Linked DNA regions of Mus musculus: region 2 is linked to region 1. Evidence: chromatin contacts called from public Micro-C data. All regions are on one chromosome and are shown on one strand. Each heading gives the region's core, a stretch centred on a gene start, on an enhancer-like site or on the middle of the called end of the contact. The rest is flanking DNA. Distances are from core to core; before and after follow the strand shown.

Region 1 (7,203 bases), core at 3,497-5,996:
TTTTATTATAGCACCATGTTATATTTGTTTGTTTGTTTTGTTTTGTTTTGTTTTAAAGCCAGGTGTGACAGTGCGCACTTGTAATCTCAGCCTTGAGGGATAGAGATTGGCAGATCTATGGGGCTTGCTGGTCAGGCAGCTTAAGCTCCATATGAGTGAGAGACCCTATGTCAAACACACACACACACACACACACACACACACACACACACACAACCAACCAACCAACCAACCAATACTTCCCCAAACAAATACACAACAGGAACAACAACAACAATTTGGACAGCACTGGAGAAATAACCAACAGTTAAGACTGTCCACTGGCGTCCACACTATGTCCCTTCCCCACCCAGGATACAGACATACATGTTCACATAAAGAGTCTGTCCCCGACTCCTTCACCATTGTGCCAAGCCTGCTGAGGAGTCGCTATGAGCAAAGCCCACCCTCCCGAACTGAAAAAGTTTATGGACAAGAAGTTGTCATTGAAGTTAAAGGGTGGCAAGCATGTCCAAGTAATACTGAGGGCTTTGATCCCTTTATGAACCTTGTGATTGACAAGTGTGTGGAGATGATAACCAGTGGCCAGTAGAACAACATCGGCATGGTGGTCATCTGAGGAAACAGCGTCATCATTTTAGAAGCCTTGGAAAGAGTCTGACCAGTGTTCCGCAAGCAGTGTGTCCACATCCCTCCCCCAAGGCCTGTTTGGTTGTGATGTAGAATTAGGTCATGTACATTTTCATATGGAACTTTTTGCTAAATAAACTTTTGTGATACTCAGGAAAAAAAAGAAAGCACTTTGTCCCCTGTGGGGACTACACCACTGATAGAGGGCCTGTTTGGGGCATAGAGTTGGCCTTCCAGCTCCAGCTTGCATCAGGGGCTGGGGAGATGAGTCCGTCCTTTCTGTGCTAACATAAGAACCTGAATTAGAAGCCCCAGAACTCACACATAAAAGCTGCACACAGGAGCATGTGGCCTTAATCTCAAGGCTCTTGTGACAAAATAGAAGGTAGGGAAAGGGTACCTGGAAGCTTGCAGGCTGATGAGGTTGCCTGTGCAGCAATCAAATGACAAAAAGACCCTACTTCAAACAAGGTGGAAGGGGAGGACCTACTCCTGAGGTGGTTTTCAAATTTCTACACACACAGACACACAGACACAGACACAGATACAGACAAAGACACACACACACACACACACACACACACAGAGACAAACACACGCACATACACAAACACACGCATACCAAAGGAAAAGGAAAGAAAAGGGTTTTCTACTATACCCCTTGGGTCAGTCCACCAACCCTCCTGATTTCTGGAGATGGTTATGGTTTCAGGACCAGCAACCCATGCTGAAACAAGGTTCTGTTGTTTTCTGCTCTCTCTGAGACAGTGTGTGTGTGTGTGTGTGTGTGTGTGTGTGTGTGTGTGTGGTGTTTGTGGGGTGTCTGTATGTGGGGAGTGTTTCTGTGTGTGGGGAGTGTATCTGTGTGTCTGTCTGTCTGTGGAGGGTTGTCTGTGTGTAGGGGTGTCTGTATGGGGGTTGGGTGTCTGTGGGGAGTGGGGAGGGTCTGTGTGTATGGTATCTCTGTGTGGGGGAAGTGTCTGTAGGGGGTTGTCCAAGGGTCCACTTTTAAGCCATTGGCCCCAGGAAACATTGAATACCGGGTGACACACACCCCAGGGACTCCATGCCAGCCCTGCTACAGTGCCTTCCTTCCCTGTTGTTTTCTCCCTCTGGGCCTGACCTCAAATGGTCCAAAACCAAGCCAGTAAGTATGAGAGGCTTGGAGAGAAAAGCTAGCAAGTCAGACCCAGCCCCGCCCCGCCCCCGCCCCCAACCCCATGCCCAGCAGTGTCAGGGCATGAAGCAGGCTTAGCTTATGGGAGGCTGAGGCTTAGGCTGCAGCTCTGCTCCTTCTAATGTTTACAGTTTGCTTGTATACCCGCCTGAACATTTTAAGTCACTGCAAAGAGACTTGAAAGGGCCCAGAGAGAGTCCCTGAGGGACAAGAAGGAATGCTGGCATAGGGCAGCAGGCAGACTGGGGTTGCTGCTGACTGTCCACTGCTCAGGGAAGCCATTTCTGTGGTTCCTGCATGGAACAACACTGTCTGCCCTGCTCAGGCCTCCTGCCGTGGACCCCACCTTCTTCTCTAAGGGAAGAGTCCATATCCCTTAACTGGCACAACACGGTCCTCTTCATGAATCAGCCCTGTAAACCTGTAGCTTGCCTGCCACGGCAACACGCTGTGATAGGCTCTTTGTATACGTTTTCTTCCTTATAAGGTCCTTATAAATCCCCCTGAGGCTCAGAGAGTAGAAAGAATTTGTCTAACTTTTGAGCAATAGAGGTGACTTGAGACCAGCTTCATCTATATCTGTCACCCAGGCCTTTGTGTACACTAAACACATCCTGTCACTGAGCTATACCCAAGTCCCAGCTTCCATGACAATTTCATACATGTGCATAATGTATTTCTATCATAATTTCTCTTGTCTCCCTCCCACTCCCTCTTCTTCTCACAAGTCCCCAACTACCTTTCGGTCCTTCTTGAGTATGTGTGGCCCACTGAGTTTCATTAGGGTTATGACTACACCACTGAAGGAAGTGGCTCCTCCTCCCCCAACCACCATTAACTGCCCCGAGTTCCTTGGAGACAGGTGGAGACTCAGGAGCTCCAGAATTTAAACAGACACCCCAAATAGCATAAGCAAAAGAGCCCACTTTGGTTTTTTTTCTTGTTATGCAAAAAAGAACAATTCCTGATTTCATGTGGCCAGCTGCCAGCTCCCTTGCTAAGTGGGCATCTTTACACTGGGGTCCTGGTAGGGTAGCTGTTTCCCTCTTTCCAGGCCATAACTACAATGTATAGTGTGTGTGTGTGTGTGTGTGTGTGTGTGTAGGGGCATGTGTATGTTCTTTTCACAGAAATAATATGATAGAGAATTGTAATATGGTAGAGAATTGTTTGGAGTCCAGTGTGGTTACTCTTTAGTTAAGTTGACCCTCATGACCTTGCCTGGGGTTCTACCCACGCTTGATCATGTGATTTCCTGGGAAGAAGAATACATCCTGGATTCTAAATAGCAAAAATCCAAACACACTGTTGGGATGCTGGCTTATTTGTGAGTTAGGGAATGTCTGCTGTAAACTGTTTTATTTTGCATGACAAGAAAAACAAACTAGGCTTTTTGGTTGTGCTATTTGGGGTGTCTGTTTAAAATAAGACCGAAGGGAGGCTGTCTGCCCTTTGTCCATTGGAAAGGCATCAACTTTGGAATCATTAACTTATAGGAGGCCTAGGGATGCGCCCAGTTGGTAAAATGCACGCCTCACATGTCTGAGGGCCTGGGTTTGAGTGCCAGCACTGCAGCGCTCTAGAGGTAGATGCAGGGGGATCAACACCTCATCCCTGAGCTACACAGTGAGCTCCAGGCCATCTGAGGCTAGTGATAAAAAACAAACACAAAACCATTTCAGAGAGTCTGAGGATAACTATGCCATCTTAGCTAGGCTTTTCTATTGCTGTCATAAGATACCATGACCGTAAGCAACTTGGGGAGAAAAAAAGATTCACTTCATCTTATAGATTGCAGACCATCATCCAGGGAAGTCAGGGCAGGAACTCAAAGCAGGAACAAGGAGGCAGGAACTGATATAGAAGCCATAGAGGAGTCACTGCCTACGGTGAGCTCAGTCCTCCAACATCAGTCATCAATCAAGAAAATGCACCATAGACTTGCATGCACACGCGCGCACACCCACACCCACACCCACACCCACATATTTATGTATATATGTGTGTGTGTACATATATATATATATATATAATGTATGACCTGGAGCTGGGTAAATGGCTCATCAGGTAAAGTACAGGCTTGAAACAGTATGAAGACCTGATCCCCAACAGCCATGGAAAAGTGGATGTGGCCACACATCAGTCGCTCCAGCACCCAGGGAAGAGACAGGTGGATTCCTGGATCTCTCTGGTTAGCAAGTCTATCAACTGGTGAGTAAACCTGTTCAGTGAAAGACCCTGTCTCATAAAATAAGGTGGAGAGCAACTGAGAAAGATACAGGAAGTAAATGTCTGGCTCCACGTGCCCACGTGCTCATGAGCTCACATGCACTCTTGCTTGCACTCTCTGTCTTTCTCCCTTGCCCTTTTATTCTCCCTCCACCCCCCAAAGACACACACACACACATCGCATCCCCACACCCCCTCAAACGCACACATGCATATACATATAGGCCAGCTCTAGCCTTAGCCCTCCCCTATGCCAGGCTTATGACCTTGGATGTGCCACTTTAGTCCTCTGGGCATCTACGTCTCAGTCAGGAAAAATTCAGCAGTGATCCTAGAAAACCCTCGCAGATTCTAAGAATCACAGAGACCTTCGGGTGCAGAGTTACAAATAAGAGGTCTGCTTGGGACCCCCCACTACTTTCTTCCAAGTCCCTCTGTCAGCTTTTAGAAGAAATATCTCCTCAGTGGTGTTTTTGAGCTATGGCAGAAGGCAAAAAGGAAAAGTCAGGTTCTTTGGGGTGAAATGGAGCATTTAATGATGGATAAGCAGAAAGATGCGTGATAGGCCTTTCTCTTGTGTTGGGTGTTTGGCTAATCTATCAGAAAATCCTGGCATGCTAGTGACAACCCACACTGAAAAGGGCGGAACTTGGCTCCCCTGCCCTTCCAGCTGTAAGAGCTTGGAAGAGAAGCTATGGGGAAAGCGTCTTTCATTTCCCTCTGGAAGCTGGGGGAACGCTCGGCTTAGCATTTGCCAACTGTGCAATGTGGGCTGCCTTCTAAAAGAGGCCTTTTTTGTGGACATCTTTTAGGCCACAGTACCCCGTTGGCATTCATGGCCCCTTGGAACAAGGCCTGCTGGAAAGTCTGGTACGAACTGCACCAGCATGGTAAGAAACTCACTTGCTAATGGAGGAAAGGCTTCAATGCGTCCTCAGGGTCCGTAGTTAAGCTAAGATCTCATTTGCCTTCATGCTTGTTTTCCCTCCATCTCTCTCTACAAGTGTAGCGTATACCATGGACACTTAGAACCAGTACACCGAGAAAACAAAACCAAAAGGAGATAAAGAGAACCAAGAAAACAGGAAGAGAAAATCAAAATCAAAGAGGACCACAGCTGTGTGGAAATGAAGGTCACACACTTGTGATAGTTGAAATTCAGATTCAGTGTCTGAAAATACTGCTAGCATCAAAGCAAGAATGGGCTATGCTGTTTTTCCAATGCTTCTTAGTATTAGGGAGGAGAAAAGAGTCTGATAACTCAGAGGACTACTCGTTTGGCCATACTTTCAGTATCTATTAAATGCTCACCACACACAAAGGACTATCAGAGATGAAGGGCTACAGGCCACTTGCTGAAGCTCGGCAGAGCCTGGGGAAGACAGTACACCTGCATACTCACTGTGTGTCAAACACTGTGCCTTTAGATGTGTGCCCGTTGTGTGCATGCACCCTGTACACTTAAGTTATGTCTGTGTTATGTCAGACGCTATGCTTGCCTATGCGTGTTTGTGTGTGTTTATGTGCATGGATGTGCTTGTTTGTACATATGCAGGTGCGCCTGCACAGGGACACCAGAGGACAACCTCAGCTGTTGTTCCTTAGGTGCCAACTACCTTTTGGGTTTTAATCTTTGAAAAAAAAATATGAGGGCCTGGAGAGATGGCTCAGCAGTCTAGAGCACTTACTGCTCTTATACAGGACCCAAGTTGGACCCCCAGCATCCACATCAGGCAACTTGTAACTCTGTATGCAGGGGGTCCTCGAGCATCTGCAAGCCTGTGGTACACATAAACTCATGCAGCAAGCACACATACACATACAGACGGATAAAGACACCTTTTAAAAAGATTTCATTACATTTATTTGTTTATTTATTTACTGTGTCATGGTGTGTTTGTGTATGTGTGTGTGTATGTGTGTGTATGTTTGTGTGTGAGTGTGTGTGTGTGTGAGAGAGTCTGTGTGTGTGAGTGTGTGTGTGTCTGTGTCATGGTGTGTATGTGTGTGTGTGTCTGTGTGTGAGTGTGTGTGTGAGAGTGTGTGTGTGTGTGTGTATGTGTGTGTATGAGTGTTTGTGTGAGAGTGTGTGTGTGTATGTATGTGTGTGAGTGTGTGTGTGAGTGTGTGTGTGTGCAGTTCAGAGGAACAATCTGTAGGACCTTTATTTGCCTAATCATCTCATCACACCTACTTTGGGTTTTTTTGGAGACAGTTTTTCACTAGCCTAGAACACACCAAGTAGGCTAGGTTAGTGAGTTCCAGGGATACACATGTCTCTGCCTCTCTAGGTCTGTAATTACAAGCCTGAGCCACCACACCCAGCCATTTTTATGTGGATTCTGGGGATTGAACTTGGGTCTTTGTGCTTATAAGGCCAGCTCTTCACCAAACAAGCCATCTCAGCCTGACACTATGGTTTTTATTATGCAGTAAATATGTGCTTACTGTATTCAGAGACTATACATTTAATTACATATCTGCGATCTATCAGACACTATGCTTATTTCTTTTTTTTGTTTTGTTTTGTTTTTTTGTTTTTTGTTTTGTTTAGTTTTTTTTCCCATTTTTATTAGGTATTTAGCTCATTTACATTTCCAATGCTATACCAAAAGTCCCCCATACCCACCCATCCCCACTCCCCTACCCCCCCACTCCCCCTTTTTGGCCCTGGCGTTCCCCTGTACTGGGGCATATAAAGTTTGCGTGTCCAATGGGCCTCTCTTTCCAGTGATGCCGACTAGGCCATCTTTTGATACATATGCAGCTAGAGTCAAGAGCTCCGGGGTACTGGTTAGTTCATAATGTTGATCCACCTATAGGGTTGCAGATCCCTTTAGCTCCTTGGGTACTTTCTCTAGCTCCTCCATTGGGAGCCCTGTGATCCATCCATTAGCTGACTGTGAGCATCCACTTCTGTGTTTGCTAGGCCCCGGCATAGTCTCACAAGAGACAGCTACATCTGGGTCCTTTCGATAAAATCTTGCTAATATATGCAATGGTGTCAGCGTTTGGATGCTGATTATGGGGTGGATCCCTGGATATGGCAGTCTCTACATGGTCCATCCTTTCATCTCAGCTCCAAACTTTGTCTTTGTAACTCCTTCCATGGGTGTTTTGTTCCCAATTCTAAGGAGGGGCATAGTGTCCACACTTCAGTCTTCATT
Region 2 (7,203 bases), core at 1,741-4,240, 34 kb after region 1:
TTCTCATAGAATTCCACTCCACCCTGGACATAGGCTGCAGACAGAGAGGCCGTGCGGCGGTCCAGCCAGCCTTCCAGGGCAAGAGTGAGAGAGTCTTTGGAAAAGGTATAGGCTACATAGCCTACCACTATTGCCACCAAGTTAAAGGCAGTTCGCAAGCTCATGGGGCCTCCGTAGAGCCCCAGGGCATGCTTGGCACCCACACTTATTGCCCATGTTCCTGCTAGGCAAGCTGGGGCTGGCAGGGTCTGTAGGGCAGCCACACCACTCTCCAGGTATACCACCTCCTTGGCCAAGGCAAACTTCTGGGCATTATGAGACATGGTCAGGGCATCTCTCAGCCTGGTGCCTGCTGGGCTTTGCCAATCCACTCTTTGCCCATGTATGATCACAGAGTGTTCAATGTTGGTCACAGGGCCACCCAGGAAGATGGCAGGGATTCCCACCACAGCCCCAGCAGGCAACCGTGGGAATCCAGCACTCACAGGCTGAAAAGTGAAGGCGGTAAAAGGCTTGTAGCAGTGACCCGAAGGGACACCTATGTCCTTTAGCACCTCTTGGAAGAGGCTCCACAGATGAGGGGAAAGAGGAGCTGGTTGGCCCTGAGGCCAGTACTGGTAGAGCCACTGGACTATGGGATCTGGGAAGAGGTGAAATGAGATTTGAACCCCAAACAGGCCTGCACAGGAACCCACCAATAGGCTTGTTCTGTGTCTCTGTATAAAGGCTGCAGCCCTCCACAGAGGACCAGCCATGAGTACTGCCTCTGCTGATAGACTGGCCAAGAAGAAGAGAAGTCAGCCGATGGTTCTGTCAGGTTGTGGGCTAAACAACCTCCGGGGCCACAATGTTCCTAACTGAAGTGACACTGCATTGTGGCTGAGAGTACGGGTTCCATCCAGAGTCCGACACCTCAGGCTTCACAGAATCAGCTTTCCCATTGGCAGCCAGGTGTAGAGCAACTGTGATGGGTAAATACAGAGAGGACATTTCAGTGTCTCACAGTGGTGGACATCCTCTGGCAATGGCTGTATTGCCATGGCTAGACACAGCACTAAGTATTCGACAGCCTCTCTCCAACCACCACTCATCCTAGAGTGACTCTCTAACTGACTTAGGATTCACATGTTTAATCACCTACTGTATGCTAGACACAGTTCTGAGAGCACTGCGTATACAGCTGTCCCTCAGTGGCTACAAGGGTTTACTTCCAGGATCCCCACAGATACCAAAAATCAAAGACCATCAGTTGCTTTATATAAATAGCATAGCATTTGCATATGAGCTCTCATAAAATATATATATATATATACCCACCTCTCACATACTTTAAGTTATCTCCATACTACTTATAATACCCACTACAACACAAGACTACATATAGAGCTAGACTACGACTAAAATGTCTGCCTGCTCAGCAGACACAGTTTTGCTTGCATATTTTCAGTTCTTGGCTGATTGAATATGCATGGACACAGACAGCCAACTGTACTAGGAAATACATGTAACACTAATAAACACAGGGAATATTTAAACGCACACATTTATACATAAATACTATATGTGCATATCCTTAGAGGATTAGATTCAAGATACAAACATTCCAAGATCCTCACATGCTCATCTCTTACAAAAAGGCTTAGTATTTGTTATTACAGAACCTATTACAATGCAAACACTACATTTGTAATTTGTGATGCTATATTGCTTAGGAATTAAAGGCCAGAAAATAAAGCCATGTTCAGTACAGATACAAATTTTCCTTCCAAAACATTTTTTGATATGTAGCTGGTGGTATCACCAAATATAGAGTCTGAGGACACAGAGAATTCACTGGATTCAGTCAGTCTAAGAAAAAAAAAATCATACTTCAGAGCCCATACCACAACAGTTTATTTCCAGCTGTGAAAAGGGATGCAGCTGGACAGGTTTATTGGCCAAAACCACAAGTGGCAGTGTCACATGCTGCCTAGTGTCCCTACTTCCACCAAGCTCCCATGGTTGAGCCACATTTCCATTATCTTACGAGGTGGCTGTATTTGGAGCTTCGGCCTATCATTGAAATAGAAACGGAAGGTTCGTGGGATAGCAATACTCAGATCTCACTGCTTTCGAGCTCAGATCCGGACACATACAGAAAAAATACCACATGAAGATCCAGGGGTAAGATGGCCATTTGTTAGCCTTGCTGAAATACCCAGGGAGCCTAGCTTGGCCACACCTGAGTCTTGGACCTCCAGCTCTGGAACTAAGAAAAAATAAACTCCTGTTGTTCAGGTCATTCCTCATGAGACACTTTTCTTGGCAGGCTAACCACTGATAGCAAAGGTTCGGTATTTGATCACGGGCCGTTAGAGATTCATAGCAAGCTGTTCACCTTAAAAATGTTATCTATTATATATACACAAACAGACCAAACAGACCATCCACCTCACTCATTAGCAAAGTTAATATTGTTTTTAAAGTTAATTGGTGGTGGTTTTTTTTTTGAGACAAAGTCTCACAGGCGCACTTTTGAATATTCTGGGCACCTTATTTCGTCTGTGATTATGTCACTATGACTGTTATTTCTCTTTGGATGAAATTTCACTTTATTCCTATCTCCGCGAAGCGTTTGATTAGCAATGTACTACTGTAAACAAAACGTAGGGTTCTGTATCACTCATTTAACTCATTCTTTCCAAGAGGAAACTGAGGCTAGAAAAGACAGGGTCCTTGGAAGGGAACAAAAAAAAAAACAAAAAACAAAAACAAAAACAACCTCTCCCGGGTCGGCCTCTGAGTCTCGCAGTTGGCCTAGAAGCAGGTGTAGGCTCTGGCTTTAGAAGAGCTCTCAATGTGATTCCGCCCTGACACATACCGGGCTGCTTCCAACAACCGGAACATGACTGAACCCGGAAGCTGGACATAAGAGAACTCACAGCCAAGAGGAGAGCTTACCTCGGTAGCAACCTTAGAACACGCCGCTCCCGCGCCGGACTGAGCAGGCGCAAAGCACGCCGGTCTGGGGGCCTTTGTGGGCGGGGCCTTTGTGGGCGGAACGGGCGTTGTGGGCGGGGCTTGGAGCAGCGCTTCTGTTCTGGTCCTGAGGTCTGCTCTCTAAGGTCTTATTCAGGGCGAGGTGGAGCAGTTTGAGGACTTTGTTATCCAATTCAGCCGTGTCGCGGCGCCCTTCGGAGCCAAGATAGAGACCTGCTGGCCCGGATTTCTGTAGCGCCGAATAGGTATCTGTGCAGTACGCTGGGAGGAGAGCTAAGCTTAATGAGAAAAGCGAGGACAGAAAGGTCTGGAATTGCTGCCAGTGACCGCTGCATTCCGAAGGTCAAGTGACCTTGTGAGACCAGCAAGAATTGTGGTCTAAAGCCGGGTGTGGTGGCACACGCCTTTAATTCCAGCACTCCGGAGGCAGAGGCAGGCGGATTTCTGAGTTTGAGGCCAGCCTGGTCTACAAAGTGAGTTCCAGGACAGCCAGGGCTATACAGAGAAACCCTGTCTCGAAAAACAAAACAAAACAATACAAGAAAAGAAGTGTGGTGTAGACCATATTAGAGTTAAGTAATAAGTACTTACTAGAAGGCACACCCAACAAATGGTAGATGCGTGGATACACAAATGTGCGCTCATTCATTTATAGGTGAACTTGGATGTTGCTCCTCAGGAGACAGCTGACCCGTTTTTGGAGATAGGGTTATCTCACTGGCATCTGGGGTTCAGCAATTAAGGTAGCCAGCCTGATCAAGTGAGCCCCAGGGGTCTGCCTGCTTCTGTCTCCCCAGGGCTGGGATTACAATCATACACCATTAACAGCCAGGTTTTTGGTTTTGTTTGTTTTTATGTGGCTGCTGAGGACTGAGCTCAAGTCTGCATGCTTTTGTGGCAGTCACTTTACCACTTCAGCCATCTCATTAATAGTCTGAGGAGTTTTCTAAAAAAACAGTGCCCAGGGGCTTTGGGTGTTAAAATAATACTCACCATTGCTAGTGTTTTCATTACTATTCAGTAGGTTAGAGCTATCTCATATCTTTAAGCATAAAGTCTGTTTACAAATATTACCTTAATACATCCAGGAATTTCTGTATAAAGATATTATTCTACTTGGTTTATAGTCAACTTTCAATTAATCCACACACCTTACAGATTATCTTCCTTATTTATATCTCACAATTTCCTTTTTTGTTTTGAAAATCAAATTTCCTGAGACATCTCAAACCACACTTTGGGTGAACTTAGTTGATGTTTTGGTTTGGTTTGGTTTGGTTTTTAAGATATGATTTCTCTATGTAGCTGTGGCTGTCCTGGAACTCATTCTGTAGACCAGTCTGACCTCAAACTCAGAGGTCCACCTGCCTCTACATCCTGGGTGCTGGGATTAAAGGCCCACACCACAGCCACCACCAGCCACCACCCCCTCCCCAGCTTAGTTGGTCCTTTAAAACACACTTACCCCCAGTATTACTCAGATTCTCCAGGGAACGAGAACCTGGAGTGTGAGAGTATGTGCGAAGAAGTTTAATAAAAAGCATTGGTTCCATGGCCATGGGGGCCCGGATCTTTAACCCCAACACTTGGGAGGCAGAGACAGGCAGATCTCAATAGTCCATACAACTAAGAAGGCCAAAGACCCAAGCTCTACTCTCAGATAGTTGAACAGCCAGGATTGCTTACGGCCTAGCACTGGTCAAACCCTGAAGCCCCCAGAGCAAGAGGATCAATGCAAAAGTTCTGACCTGAGTCTTAATCCAGAGCCAGGAAAACACCAATGCCCCAGGCTGAGTGCTTTGCTTTTTCAGCATTAAGAACTGAACTCCTGGGTCTCGGTGAAGCTCTTACCACCCTTAGCTATGGCCCGGGGGAGGGAGAGAGCTCTTCCTTAGACCAGACTGTTGTTGTGGTCATGTTAGGCATGATGTTAGCTGTGGAAGGGACTAACAAACAGCCCATCAATATGAGGTATGTGGAACAATGGATGGCCAGTTAAGTCCGAGAAACAGGGTGTAAAGATTATGGTGGTCATTGACTAGCTGGTGGTCCAGATATCAAGACTACTGTGCTCTTTGTTGCATCTCTACAGTAAGGGGTAAAGTCGGAGCCATAACAGCAGCTGTGACTCCTGGCCAGATGCATTGGACTGGTCAATATCTGTCATGGAGCAGGGAGGTCCTTGGGAGGCCTCACCCCTCTGAGAGAACCTATGGGCAAGTTAATGGATGCTGGAGAGAGAAAGACGTTTTCTTCAGTCATGTAGCCTCTGGGGCAATGCTTGTGCTCCTTCAAATAACTCCCACCCATGCTCCTGTAAGCAACCCTCATGAAATCCATTGTTATACACTGAGAGATGAAAGTAGAAGAGAGAGTAATTAAGAAGCAGCAGATCGCCGGGCGTGGTGGCGCATGCCTTTAATTCCAGCACTCTGGAGGCAGAGGCAGGCAGATTTCTGAGTTCGAGGCCAGCCTGGTCTACAAATGAGTTCCAGGACAGCCAGAGCTACACAGAGAAACTCTGTCTCGAAAAACCAAAAAAAAAAAAAAAAAAAAAAAAGAAGAAGCAGCAGATCAGTGGGGGGGGGGGGCAAGAAAGGGTGAATACGATGAACATTGTAAGCGTGCGTGAAATATCATAACCATAATGAAACCATTAATTATCTTATTTATCATATGCAAAAGGCTTTAATAAAGAGTCCTGTGTTTATTGGGCTGTATCTGGGATGGGGTATGCTTGTGTCTCTTGTTAATCCCTCAAATGCAAGGAGAAAGGCCACTGACCCAAATCCTATAGCCACATTAATTAAAGCAAACTTTTATCCATGTACATGGGCTGTCTCTCCCTAAAGGTAGGGGTCAAGAAATCAGCACTGGACATGGGTCAGGTAAGGGTTTTTATGATCCTGGAGCAGGAGGTTTCGAAAGGGGGGATTTGGCAGGCAAATAGGCGGGGCTGTGGGAGCAGAATATAAACACAGCAAGCAGGTCACCAACGACCTCCTGAAGCAAACACATGGCTGTAGGCGATCACAACAATAGTTATACAACTATGGTTATAATAACCCTTTGAAACAAAGGGTTGCTGTTCCTTAGAAAAGGCAGTGAAAAAACCATTTGTAGCTAAGGTTGCAGGTGGCATGGGCCTATCCTTGAAAAACATATTTAATTATAAACAAGAATGAATCTAGTTTGTCTTTACTATAAGATGGCTTTCAAGCCTAAGATGGAGGCAGGCTGGTTTATAACTTTGTGTAAGATAACCACTGTTGGTTACTGGGGCTAGAGCCCTCTGACTACTTTCTGTATGCACCTCAAGGTTTTGTTTTTAAAATTTTTTGTATGTATGTGTATATACATGTGTGTGTGTGTGCATGTTTATATGTGTGTGGATGTGCATGTATATATGTACATGTGTGCATGCCAAGGATTAAGGCTGATGGTAGGTGTATCCCTCAGTCACTCTTTACCTATTGATTGAGGCAAGGTCTGTCACTAAATCTAGAGTTTGCCAGTCTGGTAGTCTAGTAAGCCATCTTGTTCTGAGAAGCCCTGTCTACACCTATCATGGAACGGGTTACAGGCAGGCTACCATGCCCACCAGGCTTTGGCACGGGTTCTGGGAAGCTCAGCTCTGGTCCTCACACTCGCATGGCAAGTGCTGTCTACTTGCTGAGCAGTTTCCAAAGCTCCAAAGGAAGCTGGCCAAGCCAACATACAACATGAGACCCTTTAAAGGCAAGCACTTTCTGAGAGAGAGAATGTCGCTGTCCTGGCTGAGCAGCTCGTGGTTGGGCATACTTCGGCGCCACCCTGGCCTGTTTCTTACTCTGTGTGTTTGTGTGTGCATGTTCATGGAGACCAGAGTCAGAGGTCAACCTCAGACATAGTTCTCCACACACGCACACACACACACACACACCCCTCCCCCCATCTCATAAATGGCAGTGTTGGTGACATTTTTCCAAACAGAAGGACTGCAGCACAGTAAACAGGATTGTTGTCAGATAAACAAACCTAAAGATGACTTTCTGTTTAAAAGAGAAGTACATTTCCCAAGCTGGTTCCTGTTTTCCAGGAACTGCTACTAGGAGCCAGAGATGAACACTCAGACATAGTTTACAGCCAATTGAAAGTCTTTCTTCCAGCTGGCTGGGATTATACTCAGGTATTTGAGACCCAAGTATAGGGTTGAGTGTTTAGAGTAAGTTTTTTTTTGTTTTT

Evidence for each region. Hi-C and Micro-C count contacts between places; a contact is called where the count stands out from the background.
Region 2: a Micro-C map of stem cell-derived neurons shows a contact between it and region 1, with 2.3 times the contacts expected there. The contact joins the promoter of Tmem177 here to the enhancer-like site in region 1. A contact is called at or near these places in 1 of 39 promoter capture datasets (macrophages), 1 of 15 datasets of contacts at CTCF or cohesin (the NIH/3T3 cell line), 1 of 484 Hi-C or Micro-C datasets (stem cell-derived neurons), 1 of 115 datasets of contacts at active chromatin or transcription factors (embryonic stem cells) and 2 of 9 other capture datasets (liver and pancreatic islet).

What each region holds. Positions count from the first base shown.
Region 1 is chr1:119,874,350-119,881,552 of GRCm38.p6, forward strand. It overlaps the pseudogene Gm29658. Among named protein-coding and RNA genes, the nearest start is that of Gm28209, 25 kb to the right of the region's middle. Within about 2 kb of position 4,747, at least 55 of the 459 cell types and tissues checked have an H3K27ac peak or open chromatin away from gene starts, as enhancers often do. A contact at or near this core is called in stem cell-derived neurons, where this site is marked.
Region 2 is chr1:119,910,193-119,917,395 of GRCm38.p6, forward strand. It overlaps Tmem177 (transmembrane protein 177), which reads right to left and starts at 2,991. Exons shown (of 2, transcript NM_175106.4): 1 at 2,941-2,991; 2 at 1-962. The coding sequence starts at 755. The region is part of intron 2 of Gm28209 (a long non-coding RNA gene); the gene reads left to right.